Linked DNA regions of Mus musculus: region 1 is linked to region 2. Evidence: chromatin contacts called from public HiChIP or PLAC-seq data. All regions are on one chromosome and are shown on one strand. The core of a region is the stretch at or near the end of the contact, and the rest is flanking DNA. Distances in the headings are between cores, read along the strand shown. Region 1 overlaps Ppp1r16b (protein phosphatase 1, regulatory subunit 16B). Region 2 holds the start of Fam83d (family with sequence similarity 83, member D).

What was found. HiChIP or PLAC-seq counts read pairs in DNA pulled down with a chosen protein or histone mark.
Region 1: a contact with region 2 is called in a CTCF HiChIP or PLAC-seq map of CD8 T cells, with 7 read pairs. The contact joins the enhancer-like site here to the promoter of Fam83d in region 2. A contact is called at or near these places in 4 of 39 promoter capture datasets (embryonic stem cells, liver, pre-B cells and 1 more), 1 of 15 datasets of contacts at CTCF or cohesin (CD8 T cells), 1 of 484 Hi-C or Micro-C datasets (nephron progenitors), 6 of 115 datasets of contacts at active chromatin or transcription factors (the SCID.adh cell line, double positive thymocytes, embryonic stem cells and 1 more) and 1 of 9 other capture datasets (adipose tissue).

The regions. Positions count from the first base shown.
Region 1 is chr2:158,729,502-158,736,947 of GRCm38.p6, reverse strand. The region is part of intron 2 of Ppp1r16b (protein phosphatase 1, regulatory subunit 16B); the gene reads right to left. Among named protein-coding and RNA genes, the nearest start is that of Fam83d, 35 kb to the left of the region's middle. Within about 2 kb of position 3,052, at least 116 of the 459 cell types and tissues checked have an H3K27ac peak or open chromatin away from gene starts, as enhancers often do. A contact at or near this core is called in CD8 T cells, the SCID.adh cell line, adipose tissue and 3 more, where this site is marked.
Region 2 is chr2:158,762,701-158,770,395 of GRCm38.p6, reverse strand. It overlaps Fam83d (family with sequence similarity 83, member D), which reads right to left and starts at 2,297. Exons shown (of 4, transcript NM_027975.2): 1 at 1,809-2,297. The coding sequence starts at 2,282. It overlaps Ppp1r16b (protein phosphatase 1, regulatory subunit 16B), which reads right to left. Exons shown (of 11, transcript NM_001159662.1): 11 at 4,062-7,695.

The DNA of each region.
Region 1 (7,446 bases), core at 1,803-4,302, 34 kb after region 2:
AATGAATCCCGGGAACTCCTTCCTCCAGGACCTTGGCACCCTTGGCAGTCCCCTAGCTCAGTTCAAAGACACAAGCACACGGCTGGAGAGATGGTTCAGTGGTAAAAAGCATGTGCCGATCTTGCAGAGGACCCCTGTTTGATTCCCAGCACCCATGGGGCAGCTCACAACTATCTGTAATTCCAGTTCCAGGGGATCCAATGCCCTCTTCTAACCTTCTTGGGCAATGGACACACATGTGGTGCACAGATGTACATGTAGGCAAAATACTATACACATGAAATACAAATAAATAAATATTGAGAAAGTACATACAGGCGATCCATCTTAGACTGCTGCAGACCACCTTGACCATGAACCCAAGTAGACAGACATCTGTAACTTTAGTATTTTCATATCTTATTCTTTGTTTGTTTGTTTGTTTGTATTTTGTTTTGGTATTTATTTATTTACTATATGTAAGTACACTGTAGCTGTTTTCAGATACACCAGAAGAGGGCGCCAGATCTCATTACGGGTGGTTGTAAGCCACCATGTGGTTGCTGGGATTTGAACTCAGGACCTTTGGAAGAGTAGTCAGTGCTCTTAACCGCTGAGCCATCTCTCCAGCCCCCCATATCTTATTCTTAATGATGGTTCTTAAACACTTTAACCTCCCTTGTAGCCCACCATCCACCAGAGGTAGTGGGAAAGAATGTGAGGGAAGTGGAACCGTTTAAAAAGGTTCTTTGGAGCAACTCCTGTCTATGTTGTCAGGAAATGGGCAGTTCAGTTCACAGATTAGCAGGCAGCGGCAGCTTGATCCATTTGCAAACACTTCACAGACCAGTTCAGTAGAGTTGGGTTAGCAACAATGGTGACACAACCTAGCAGAAACAGCCAGGCCTCAGCTTCAGTTCAAGTCATCAGGAGGGACAGCAGGAACACCAGGAGAAGTTCTCAGCTGTGCCTCTCTCAGGGAAGCAAAGATCAATGAAGACTTGAGACCCACAAGCATTGCACAGCTAGATGCACCAGCAAGCCAAGCTCTGTCTCCATCACTCCATCGAGCCCCCTTTATACCCTCCAAACATCGCGTGTCCTCCACGTGCCTTGCCTCAGCACACACATCCAATCAGCCCGAGTTCTCAAAGTCCCGACAAATGGAGCTTAACTGCACAATGTAAGTCTGACCAATACATGAGTGTTGTTAGCAAAGAATCCTTCATCATGAGTCCTTTCACAGGTTTGCTTTAGCAGAACATCCTCTCTCCTGTATCTCCTTCAGTGAAACGTTCCTTCACGCGTCTTGCCTGAGTCTTTCACCTGTGTCCACTCCAGGAAAACACTCCTTCACATGTTTGCCCCAGCAAAACACCATCCAACACAACTGACCCCAAGGAAGCTGTAAGTTTCCACTTCATACACCGCTATGACAGGAAGTGTAACAGGAAGCTCTGCCCACGCACAGGTGCCTCCTACAGAGCTCGGTAACTTAGTAGATGGGCCTAGCCCAGGGCTACTTGAGGAGATGACGGTAAAGCCACTGAGATAATTAATCTCCAATGTTGGCTGGATTTGAAATCACGGTGGACACACACCTCTGGCCATGTGTAGGAGGACATTTCCAGAGATGTTTAACTGAGTTGGGAAGATCCACTCTGAGTGTGGATGGCACGATCTCATAGGCTGGATCCTGGACTGAATAAAACAGAAAACAAGAGCTGAGAACCAGCATCCATTCACTCTCGGCTTCCTGACTGGGGATACAACACAACCAGCCACCATCACTATTTCCCTTCCATGGCAGACTGTACCCTGGAACTACAAGCCAACCCCTTCCTCCCTAAGTTGCTTTGGTCAGATGTTCTTGTCACAGGGATCAGAAATTACTAGTATAGCCACTGAGAACCCCAGACACCGTTTGTATCTGGGCTGGCAATGGTGTCCCGAGCTTGACAGATGGTTGTGGAGTGAGAGAGGCCATCACAACCCTGTCCAGAAAATGTTTCTAGAAGGTTCTGCTCACATGAGCAGATTTGCATTGTCTAGAGCAGTTGATGGCCCAGGCTTCCTGTCCAGGAGACTCTGAGGCAGAAAATAAGCATCAGCTGCCAACAGCAGCATCCACACAGTAATTATCGGGGGGCTCTCTGCACTGTGTGGGAGCCCAAGCCATGTAATTACCCTGAAATCGGGCAGTTATTTTCATCCCAAGAAGTGGGACAGATCATCTCCAGCTCCAAGAAACCCTGAATACCCATGAGCCAAGGCTGCCTAGGCAGCTCTCCCTAGGAGGCCAGAGCCTGGCTCTGAGCCCAGCTCCCTGGAGCCAAGTCCCACCGCCCAGCACGCAGCCAGCTTCCCTTTCTCTGGGCTCAGCAAGAAGAGGGACTCTGCGCTTGTCTGTCCAATGTCTTTTTGGTTTTTGAGGTGCTGGGACTAGAAGCCAAGGCTCTACTACACATCTTCATCAACCAAGCTGATGGCTGACATGGGGAGCCAGGGGTCACTCCTAAGGCTGGCTGAACATTGGATAACCACAGGTCTCCACACAGACAGAAGAGCTCCAGGCCCCACAAGCAGGACAGAAAAACCACAGCCTGGTGATGGGTCACTTAGACTGTGTTCATCCACAAGCAGGACAGAAAAACCACAGCCTGGTGATGGGTCACTTAGACTGTGTTCATCCCAGAGCGCCAGAGCTAAATGTCCCCATAGACTGTGCAGTCCCCCGCTGCCTGCATCACATCCTGTGTGGCAAGGTCTGCAGATGCTTGGTTTTCAAGGCCCTGCAGCTTGTGGCCCCACAGAGGGCAACCCTCTCAACCAACTCAGAGGCCAGGTTATTTTCATCATAGTCTGTGTGAATGGAGTGCCTAGAAGCTGCATGCGGCTTTGCTCGGTTAAACCGAGATCCTGTGTTTACTGTCCCGGGCTCTGTTCCAGGCTCATGTCTTACTGGACAAACATCCTAGGGAGGAAACTTGGGATCTAAGGCTTGACAGGGGCTCAGGAAGCACCAAGAGAAAAGGGACATGCTGTCTCCTCTAGCCGGCAGTCCCAGCCTCTCTCCTGATTGCTGCACCTGAGGCTGCTCTCTGCCCACCAGACCCAGGCCTCCAGACTTAAGCTCAGTTTATCAGAGTGAACCATCTGCTCTCAAGTATGTGGTTAGCTGTGGCCTTTGGCCTTCAGGCCCTTAGCTATAAAATGGGGATCAAATGAGGACTTTGGTTTTAGGGTGCCGTGAGGATTTAGGAAGAGAAGGTCTAAGTGCCACTATTTCCAGTTACCAGGAGAAGAAACACTGAAACTAACTGGTGAGCTGCATCTGGGTCCTACCTGAGCTGGGCACTGGATGCTGGGCCATTTCCATGGGCACTGAAAGTCACCCACAAGCTTGCAAGCAGGTCCTCACAGATGGAAGTGGCCTCTCTCCAAGGGACTCTGACAAGTACTGGTTTAAGACCACAGAGGCCCTGGAGAGTACCCCTGCTCCCCAATGGGCAGAGCACCATGGAGATGGCATGAGGTGGCTCTGCTCCCCTCCCCCACATATCTTGCTCCTTCTACCACCACCACCACCACACACACACATACACTACACCCACACCTCCCAGGCAATCTGGCCGGAATCTGGGCCAGCAAGGCCATCTGCTCTTAGCCTTTCCAGCTGCAATGCTGGGCTGCAGGGGTGCCTTCTCTGGAGAAAGCTGGTAACAGCTGTCTTCACAGGCTAACGTCACCACTGACAAGATTGTGTTTTCCTTTGACATTTTACCCATCTTGCTCCCCAGAAGTCACTGCTTGGCCAAGCGCTGGCGAGTGACATGCAAGCTCAGGAGTGGGTCCTGCCCCTGCCCCTCAGGACTGGGCAAGGAGGCTGCAGGGTCGGCCCACAGCAGGTGGACCTTGAGCAAGATGCAGCTCCCCAAGGCCCACATGCTGCTTGCTACCTAAGCAGATGCTTTGACGGGCATGCTCATGGGTACCAAGCACCTCTTCCTCTTCCCTGTCTCATCTCTTCCGCTGCCTCAACCAGTCCTCGCTTCGTCCCCCAAGTCCCACCTGCTCCCTCCCTGTTGTGGCCTTCTCCTGCTGCACTCGCTTCTGGCTTCTTCAAACCAGCCAAAGCTATCACCTGCGTCTGAAACCTTCTTTTTTTTCCACCCTGGGCCAGCAATTTCTTCTTCAGCCTTGAGACTGCAACTGAATGTTGGCTCTCTGTGGCACCATGCCCTCCCACACGGCAGGGGTCACCGAATGCTGGCTCTCTGTGGCACCATGCCCTCCCACACTGCAGGGGCCTCAGCTACTTGCTCCCTGGCCTTGGGCATCATCTCTCATGCTGTCTTACCGACATGAGGCTCCTCACGGAAGGTGACTCTATGACCAAAAAGCATCCTTTAGGGGTTAAGAGAGAGCAGGGAGCAAGCGTCCTCCCCTGGCATCCGTTAGCCATGTGAGGAGACCTGCAGGCTGGTCTTAGGAATCATCAGCCCCACCTCACTTGGCCTCCACTCGGGGTTGGCACCAAGTAGCCATCTTGTCTGCTCCCTAACACACTACTCTTTCCTCTCTCTGATCCTGGGCCCTCACTCATTCCTTCCATAATGCAGTAACTGCTGTGAAGAACTTTGTGATCACTGGGTGTTTTCCAGGCATCACATCCACCAGTCCTCATAACCCAGTTGGGAGGATTTGAGACCCATGGCTTCTACTGTACCTGTACAGATGGAAAACTGGGACTGGGATTTGGGGGTGCGAGACAACTTGCCAAGTATAGCAGAGAGGTGAGAGAGGCTTGATATTGAAAAAAATTATTGAAAAGATCACTTTCTTCATCTTCATCACCATCACGTGACATCATCAACATTATTATTGTGGGTATCTGTATATGTGTGTGTTTGTGTATGTGTGTGTGTGTGTGTAAGCTCATGCCTATATCTATGCATGTCTGTGTGTCTCTGTACACGTGTGTGTCTGTGTATGAAAGAGAGAGAGAGAGAGAGAGAGAGAGAGAGAGAGCGCACTAGAGGGGGCATAGACGCTCCACAGAGTGCCTATGGAGGTCAAAGGACAACTCTGTGACTTGGTTCTCTCCTTCTACCTTTACAGGTGTCCTGGGGATCAAACCCTGTTCTTAGAGATGGCTCAGTCAACTCCACTCACTGAGCCATCTCCGTCATCCCAAGGCTTGGATTTGAACCCAGGCTCAGCCGGCTCCAAAGCCTGCAGACTGAACCACTCGGCCAAAACACTGCCAAATAAAAACCATGGAAGAGATGGCAAAAGGTGCAGGCTAAGGCCAGGACTGCTGCCGACGGAGCTCGGTGTTCTAGAACATCACACGGGGAAGAAGACAGACGATGACAGAGCCACTGCTGAAGCCTTGCTATTACCATGTGCAAATGAGGTCCCCAGGTACAGAGGCTGACATTTAGCCTGAAGTCATGTGGCAAAAGGAGTGGCAGCTTTGCAAAGAGCTCCAACCCTCGGTGCATCTTCCTGCTGCCTCTCCATCCTGGGCAGACCCCATGCTACCCTGAATTCCAAGCACCTTGCTTTCTCCCTCCAGCGGTCACTTGCCACCCAAGGGAACTACACCTCCCGCCTGGAAAATCCTACCCACAGTGATCTGGCTCCCCCTCCCCAGTGTGCTAAGAGAGTTCGCAGTGGGTCTAGCCCTCAGCCCAGCACATTCAGAAAGCCAGGTCCTCACTTGACTGTGCTTCCAAAATCGCTCCACTGAGCAACTTCAACTTTCCACCCACCACTGCTTGTCCCTGGAGCAGAAATTGCCAGAAATAGTTGCTTCCAGGGAATCGTGGCTTCCTGGGGCTGGGGGCAGAGGCTCAGTCAAGTGGAATGGTGGTTTCTCAGTGACAGATTCATTAGAGACTCTTCCAACAGCTTCCTGGGGTTCTGGGCAATGAGTCAGCCATGATGAAGCCTAGCCCAGAAAGATGCTGGCTCCTCTCAAAGTCACATCCCCAGGCCTAGGAACCAGCCCCTCTTCTCCCCTGGACACCAGCTGTTCTAGAGCAGGAGGCATGGAGGTACAATGATAATATGGGGTAACTACAACTCCCACCCACTGCTCATAGGGTATGAGAGGGTGCGGCTGCTTTGGAATAAATATCAAGTGACCACATGATCATATGACCCAGCAATTTGGCACAGGGGGCTGAGCCGGTGTGTCCACACAGAAACTCAAATACATGTGTAGGGTGAGGTAGTATATACCAGTAATCCCAGCATTCAGGAAGACTATAATTTCCAGGCCAGCCAGAAGTATACATTGAAACCCTATCTCAAAAAATGTAAACAAAACAAACGTATACACTCATGTTTATAGTAGCGTTGTTCTTAATAATTCCAAAGTACGAACAGCCTATGTGTCCATCAACTGATGAATGGATACATGGGATTCCAGGCAATGGAATTTTATTCTGAAAGAATTTGAAAGCATTGTGGTTGGCCAAAAGAGCTAGATAAAAAGACCTCCTGTTACATGATCCTGTGTGCATGCGGGGAAATGTCCAGAACACGCAGGCGCACTGGGGTGTGGCAGGGTTGAGGATCAAGCAGGCACAATGAAGTGACTGCTAGAAAGCCAGAGTTTCCCTTGGAGATGATGTGCAAGTACCAGAGTCAGGCAGTAATGCGAGCTGCAGAAGGCCTTGTACTAACGACTGCAGAAGCCCACCTCAGAAACTCTGCATTCAATGGTAGGTGAGTCACCCATCACCTTGAAGAGAAAGAGAGGGCTTCAATCATGCTTGAGAGTTCTGTGAAATCTCAGTATCATCTACTCCCCTCATTACTGTACCCAGAAGGCCGAAACAGGCCCAGTACACAATACACAGCAATACACAATACACTTGGTCTTCGATGAGTTTCCATGATATGGCCTCTACCTACATAGCCTGGCATCATCCCTCCAATCATCGTGGGCTCCTTTCTGGGCCATCCAAGGCCCTACCACCTCTGCACCTCCGGGCCTTCACGTCATGTGTGTTGTTCCTTCAACTTGCATTTCTTAATTTCCCTTAACCTGTCAGTCATGGCTTAGTCTCCAGGTCCCATCTTAAATGTCACTGTGTCTGTGAGGACTCCCCTACTTCCACATCCCAGCCCCTGACTCTCGGGATAGCCCGGTACCTTTCCAGGATGCTGTTTCTGTCCAGTCCTAAGAACACAACACTAGAGTAGAGGTGTGTGTGTGTGTGTGTGTGTATGGGCCCATGTCTTTCCTAGGCAGTTAGCTCTGGAGGTGGATGGTGTAGGGGAGCTCTGGAGGCAGGCAGGGTGGGCAAGCCACTCTTTGCTCCTGTAATGAAGTTCAGGCTCCCAATCAGTAATTGAATCTGCAAGGGAAAAGGCCCACGCAGCCTCTGCCCACATTTCAGAGCTGACTGCCTTCCCTGTGGATCAGAAGTATCCCCAGGCAAGGCCCCAGAC
Region 2 (7,695 bases), core at 1,048-3,547:
TTCCTCCCCTGCCTTTCCACTCCAGTTCGTCATGTCTCAAATTCAGGGAACTCTGCCTAAAACTGGCTTCCTGCCCACCCTGCCTTAATCCAGACTCTTTCCTCTTACAAGGATGTCTCTGGCCTCCTTGCCACCTCAGCCCTCCTAAATCTAAACTCCTTCACGCCAGGCTTACTGCTAGGAACACCACCCCCATCATCTTTTCGACTTTTGGTCCCTATCTTCTCCATAGACAGGCTAGTTCCATCCTTCCTTCTCAGTCCAACTCAGACATCGCCACTCCAGATTTTCTTCTAGCCCCTTCCTCATCCCCAGTCCTCCATGAACTAAGGACGAGAACCACACCCCCTCCTCTGTGACCCCAGCCCTGGCAGTGTGACAGCTGGGAGACTCTGGGTAAGTATGCACTTGGGCATATATACAAAAAAATGCTCATTGGGTTTCCCACCTTTCTCCGTGGGAACGCCCAGCTTCCAGAGACAGGGATGTAGGGGAGGTGTAAAGGAAGTAGGTACAGAGGGAAGCAGGAGGCCCCATCCACTGATGTTTTTCAGATTGCAAGAAAGATAGGGAAGTCTGCTGTAGCTGTGATCCCTTTTAAGGCAAGTTTTCCTTCTGACCTCTAGCTCTAGTGCCTTCACCCAACTGAGCAAAAGGTTAGAGCAGCCCACACCTCTGCCTTTCCTGGAGACCAGGTCTTTCCTTCTCAAGGTGTCCCCAAGGAGTGCTCAAATTCTCCTCCCAGAGGGAAGCTTTGGGCATGCACCCTTAGCCCACAATTTTGCCTCTTCCAAACGCTTTATAATTTTGTACTGAACTCACAAGTGAAACATTTCCAGCATCAAACGGACCCTCAGCCCACCCAAAGCTCACAGGATTAACATGAATCCAGCCATAGCCATACTATTCCCTGAACAGCTTGGTCACCTACACTCTTATCCTCAAAGTCCTGCCTGTCAGGTACAGAACCAGCATCAGAACTTTGGCTTTGGCACTAGGAAGGCAGAGGCAGGAGGATTGCCTGAAATTGAAGCCTGTAAGTTCCAGGTAAGCCTGGGTTACAGTGACCTTGTCTTGCAGAGAGGAAAACAAAAAACAAAAGACAAAAACAGAACGCAAACTTGCTCCTAGACTTGGTGATGTCAACCTGATCCGCACCCTAACATATAGCGGTGCCAGGCCTACTAAGTCTTGACATGGTCTGAGGCTTTGCCCGTCATGTTCCAGGCAGTCAAAAGGTCTGGGAATGGAGCAGTGTTCACCAGCATGCAAACTTGTAGCCACACCCTCCCAAGTGGAGCCCTTTCTCCCTGATCTATGGCAGGCCAGACTCTATACTCCACCCCAGGCCAATCGGGCAGTCTGACACTAGCTAAGATAAAAACCCATTGTAACCAGTGGCTTATCTAAAGCACAAATATTTGCATTTTGGATCAATGCTACTTGGAACAGTCCCAGGCACTGTGGGTTAAAAATATCTCCCACCAGACTCACTCACAGAAGTGAAAGAGATAAACCGACTGCTCGAATTTATCTGTCTACAACATTAAGAAGCGTGGAAAAGTGGTAATTACAGATCTCCCCATGGTCTCCGGGTATCATCTTTTGGGTAAAACTAAGCTTTTACTTAGCTCCTGAAAGTGAGACCTAATGTCAGCTGACGTCCCTGGAATTCTGCAATCCACTTTGGTTTGAACTAACAGTCGCTCTGTTCCAGGGGTACCAATAACAGAAGTTGGAACTACGACATGACTCAATTTTCAGAAGGCCGATGCTCCTCCCCTACCCGCTGCCAGGGGGCCGCTCACCTCTCGGGCGGAGCGCAACTGCTGGCGCAGCGCATCCTTGCAGCCATACGGGCCTCCGGCGCCCGCGCCGCGGGGCTGGAAATGAGCCTCGACACGCGTGGCACCGCGGTAGGCACCCTGGTAGAAGGAAGGCCAGCCGAGCTCCAACGCCGGCGGTTCCAGGTCCGACTGCTCCGGAAAGTAGGTGCCCGACGAGCATTCGTGAGAGGAGCCGAACGAGTCCTCCGCTACCGCCGCCCCATCCTCGCCCGGCCGCTCGGCAGCGCCCAGAACCTCGCGCACCTCGTCGGCGTTGAGGAAGCGGCCCAGCCGCTCACGCCGTAAGAAGGCGGCCCAGGCGTCGGGACCACCGGCCAGCAGCTGCTCGAGAGCCAGACGCCGCGCCTCGCTGAACAGCTCCGTGGGGTTGGGCGGTCCGCACGGAGACAGGCAGGCCGCGGGAAGGTCGTCCAACAGCTCGAAGCGAGCAGCCATGGCAGTGCCCAGAACCGATCCACTTGTCTACGGTGGTAGTCTGAGTTTTTATAGGCATCTTTGAATCAAACCAGCCCGCTCTATTGGCTCGCCGCCCCGCCCCAGCAATCCCATTGGCTGGATGTCTCCCATGCGTACCAAAGGCTCTGCCCCCTCATTGCTATTGGTTGCTCCTGAGACAGAACCCGCCCACCCTCTGCTCTCACTGCCTGATGGCTGAGCGGAATTTAAATCTGACTTTACCCCGCCCTAGCGGCTCCAGAACCCTGCCAACCCGGGACATAGCCCCGCACTGTCCGAGCACGCCCCCTGCCGAGTGCCCTATAACATGGTGCTTCAAGGACTCGGACTAGGGGTAGGACTTGCTCCTGGACATGCTTATTTTGGTGTGATCAGCCTCATTGCCACTCCACCCTGCATCTAATCATTAACTTATCAATACAGAGAGCAAGTGAGAAGGAGAGAAGGACAGAGGGACGGAGGGAGGGGGAGGGAGAAGGAAGGGAAAAGATGGGGAGGAAGAGAGACAAAGAGACAGAGATAGAGCCTGGAGTGGTGGTTCATCAGTTAAGAGCACTTCCAGAGGATCTGGGTTTAGCACTGTCTCCCCTGGCAACCTCTAACCACCTATAATGCTTCCAGGGAATCTGATGATGCCCTTTCTGGTATCCACGGACACTGTATGCATACGTAGCACACAAACATACACATTAAATAAAAATAAATAAATGTCTTTTTTTCTCAGTGGTGCAGAGCTGGGGGTGGTGGCACACTCCCAGCACATGGGAGGTTAGGGTAGGAGAATCTGGAGTTCGAAGCCATCTTATTCTGTGTCAATCCTAAGAGAGGTCACAGAAGACCTTGCAAACATACACATATATATCTATATACATATACACATACATATATGCTCATACATATACATCTATATACTAATCCACTGTGGTATCTACTTCTTCGCTTAAAGGTCTCTCTCACTCTCTCTCTCTCTCCCTTTCTCATATCTTGTAGCGAAGGATGACCTTGGCTTTCTAACCCCCTGCCTCTACCTCTGTAAACTTAAAACAAACCAGTACTGCTGTGAGGATCTCCTCCCTCTCTTCATCCTTCCCTGGTTCCAGCCTTCTCAGGGAAGTTATTCAAGCCCAAAGGCAAGAGCTTCCTGTGTCCCCACTCTGGCATCCAGGATGCAGAAGACTACCTTCCTCTATCAAATCGAACCAGCTCTTGCATGTAATAAGGACAGGGGCCAGGCCTGAGGCTGTACAGTCACACAGTGTCTTTGCCTCTGTTTCCTGGGTTAAAAGCAAGGATAATCAGAGATCATAATCTATGATCCCATTGAATGACGTAGAGCATTGCTCTCCACTATAAGCTAAAGGAAAAAGCCCAGAGAGGAACATGGGAAGGCCCAGGACAAGTCAGTGGAACAGAGGAAGGGAGCACCCTGGTAACATAAATAACATAAACCAATCAAACTGTAATAAAACTGCTGCTGTAGGATATCACGTGACTTCGAAGAAAATATTTGACAGGATAAAGCCCAACACTGACCACCTATCTTTCCTTAAATTCATAAGTTTTCACCACTATCTCCCAATCTAGAAACCTCTTTAGTTCCACCTATGAATCCCCAAAGCTCCCCTGACTTGGGGACCTCCTCGGGGAGCCTTCTGGGTGCAGCCATGTCTGGGAGCCTCCCTGGCACGATCTCTTGTGGAACTCAAACCAGTCCCATGCAGACGAGGGCACAGCAGTAACCACAGTCAGACCAGCAGGTGTTATTAAAAGGAATTTAATAATCTTAATTAAAAATCCATAGCAATGAATTCCGTCACAGGCCTTGGCAGCTGGAAGTAACTCCAGAGGCACAGGCCCCTTGGTGACATGGTCAGACCCCATCTTGGAGGCATGGAGCTGCTTCAGAACGATATCAAAGATCCATGAGAATATTTTTTTAAAAAAGTTTTAAATATATTAGACTCTTTTGATTGCCATTTTTTACACAAAGCTGCTGATACAGTATACAGAGTTTTAACTTTTTTTTCACATAAAATACATTTTTTTTTCTTAAGTGTTCTCTGTACATCAGTGGCTTCTGGTCTGGTGAATTATTGCGGAGGGCTGGGTGTCTGCAGACTTTTCCTAGGTATGCAGAGCCAGGCCCCGCACAGTGGCATTTGAAGTGCCCATGAGAAGCAGGCCCTCTGGTCAACAAGGGAGAGGTCTCGGGCTTTCTAGAAAAGTGGTGGGTCACTTTAGTGGAGCTGTTGGCCCTGGCCATATGACCCTTGGCTTTTCTGTGCCCTGGGGAAGAAGGGGATATCACCAGGCTACAAATAGCGACAGTTCAGACAGTCCCAACATCGTGTAAGGATGGCCCCTCTGGAAAATATCCCAATATCCTGCTTTAGAAGAACAGGTGGGAGACAACGCCCAGAACCAGAGGGTATAGAACACTAAGAACCAAGAGTCTCACATTGTTACAAAGCTAGACTGTGTTAACCCAACCCAGAGGCCATATTTTATTTTATTTTTTATTTGGTTTTTTGGAGACAAGGTTTCTCTGAGTAGCCCTGGCTAGCCTAGAACTCACTCTGTAGACCAGGCTGGCTTGGAACTCAGAAATACAACCACTTGCCTCTGCCGCCTATGTGCTGGGATTAAAGATGTGTGCCACTACACCTGGCTGAGGGACACACTCTGGCAAGCTTCTCAAAAGTCTACAAGTTAATCAAATAGTACAGAGAAGCTTCATTAATGCTGTATATTTGATAAAGAATTATGTCCCCAAAGTCTTCAGTAGACCTGGGTTTAGGATTCATTCCAATTCCCTGAGCTACTGGCCAGAAATTCACAATCTGGTGATAGCTACCAATTTCTAATAGTTTGGGGAGCATAGGTGGGTGCAAGGAACCACAGCTCACAGGGAACTGCAGGGCACCTGGTTTGGAAATAGATGTCTTCAGTAGGAGTGAGCCATCTGGTCAACCTTGCCAGGCTTCTCCTAGCCCTTGGATCCACATCTTCCAGGGAGAGAGGCTGACACACATGGAAATGTTTAATTTGAAGAGAAGTAGTGGGCTGGTGAGATGGCTCAGTGGGTAAGAGCACCCGACTGCTCTTCCGAAGGTTCGAAGTTCAAATCCCAGCAACCACATGGTGGCTTACAACCACCCATAATGAGATCTGACTCCCTCTTCTGGAGTGTCTGAAGACAGCTACAGTGTACTTACATATAATAAATAAATAAATAAATCTTTAAAAAAAAAAAAAAAAAAAAAAAAAAAAAAAGAAGAGAAGTAGTTGTTCTCCCTCCCAACACCCATTGGTGGTGTAGGGGAGAAGACTGTATGATTCATGAGCAAAAAACAAGCAGGAGAGGACTGTAAATGCTAGGGATGTATTTGACAGCAAATTGCAGACTTCTGGTTCTTCCAGGCACTGACCTTAGACTGCTGTTGTATTGTTCTCCATGGATGCTGGCCTGAAGGCTACCTCTGAAGGCTCTATCTAGATGGACCTGTATAATGTCTGCCTGGTACCTGAGATCTAGCCTCTGCACTTAGTGGCAAATGTTATCTAGGAGTGGTCAGAAAGCTGTCTCCCAGATAAAGAGATTCACACTCTTAAGAACTGCAGGTGCGGCAAAGCACGGGGGACACTGGTCTGGCATGGAGGCACTCTGATTAGAATAATAGATGAGTCCGGGGATGCCCACGGTCCTCAAGAGATCAAAGTCTTCACTGCCAGGTTAGTCCATTATCTGCTGAAACTAACAGCGCATCGGGTGTGTCTCAGCACCTCAATAGATCGATCACATGAGTGAATGGGTGGGTGGCCCTGGCTCATGCGCTGGAGACTGTTCCTCATTGTGACTCTCAATATTCCAAAGAGTCACAAAGTGCCCTGGGGACTTGGAGCCTGAACAGGGAACATTTGTTTATCCCTAGTGGAAAACATGAACAAAAGCCCATGAGTCCACACCGTCTGGGACTAGCTCCCATGCAGGAGGCAGCCGAGTTTCCCACCCCTCAGGTAGAGAAGAACGGTCCAGGAGGCAGGAAGAAGTGCTGGGTGTGAAGAGATGGCCTGAATGGCTCAGAGATGGCAATAAATGCCTTCATTCTCTGGCCCCTGAGCACAGAGCTCAGAAACCCTGGGCAGCTGACTCCTAAGAGTATGTAGCTGGCTGCCTGGGCAACTGCCCACCTTGTGGCTAAAATCATCTCCAGAGGCATTTCAGTGTCTGTCAGAGCTAAATGTTTAAAGCCACAGGTGTGTGTTTTGACCATCTCCTCTTTCAGCTATGGGCTACAGAGCCTAGCTGAGCCCCCAGGGATCCCAGAAACTGTCTTTAGTCTCTTATGTTATTGCACCATGCCGGATTCCATCTGTCCTGGAGTTGGGGTGGAGATGACCTAGTGTTGTGCACCTCCTTCTGCATCCAGCAGCCTTCAGGGTGCTCTCTGGCCCACACTCCTGGTTCTAATAAAGCATCTTGCAGATCTAGTCAGGTCCTGATTCATCTCTAGTCTACTGAGGCCCTGAGGCCACAGTGGAGACAGAGACCAACAAGTGGCAAGCCTACCTACTAAGGGTATGGCATAGGGGGCTGTAAAGAAGTATCTGTCCCATACATCCGAATGACGTGGGGACCCTCTTGGGGCTCTAAGGAGGTAGTTTGAGGACAAATAAAAAGAGCACGGAGCAAGGAACCAACTCGTAGCTTGCCAGTTACACCAGAAGGTTTTGGCAGAGCCAGTGTGTCGCACTCAAGGTACGGGGCACAATTTCAACGGTTTTGTGGGATAGCATGGTGGTGATGTGGTGTGGGCTTCCTTTCCCAGCATCAAGAAGACAGGGGCAGCAAAGCTGTACAGCTGGGATGATAGCCAACTCCAGCCACGCCATGCTCTCCTGAATGCAGCACAGGATGGTGGCCGCGGGCACCTCAGTTTGCAGCTTTGGGCATGACCACTCCAGAAGCAGCAGGCTGGGAGCTTTGAGACCTCCTGGCAAGAGCCGACAAGTGACACTTGGCAAACATGTCTTACACAACATTACAGAAAAGGCAAAGCTTGAAGGGGCGTGGGCCTGAGCATTCACTCTGCAGACTCAATCCTGTTAGGTGGGAGGGCAGGGTGCAAGCCTCAACCGAAAGATGGGATGGCTCAGGCTGAGAAGGCCAGGCTGAGATGGGCTGGCCCAAAACAGCAGGAAAACCACAAAGACCGGCTAGGATGCTGTTATGTCAATGTTAACCATGGTGTTCTCAGCAATGCGTTCACCTTCTCCCTGGGAGCCCTAGCCCCACGGAAGCTCCTGATGAAATTCATTTCTCAAATACCAGACAATAAAACCCAAGTGTGACACTATCTTGGGAGAAGGCAAATTCAGGAACCTCCCACCT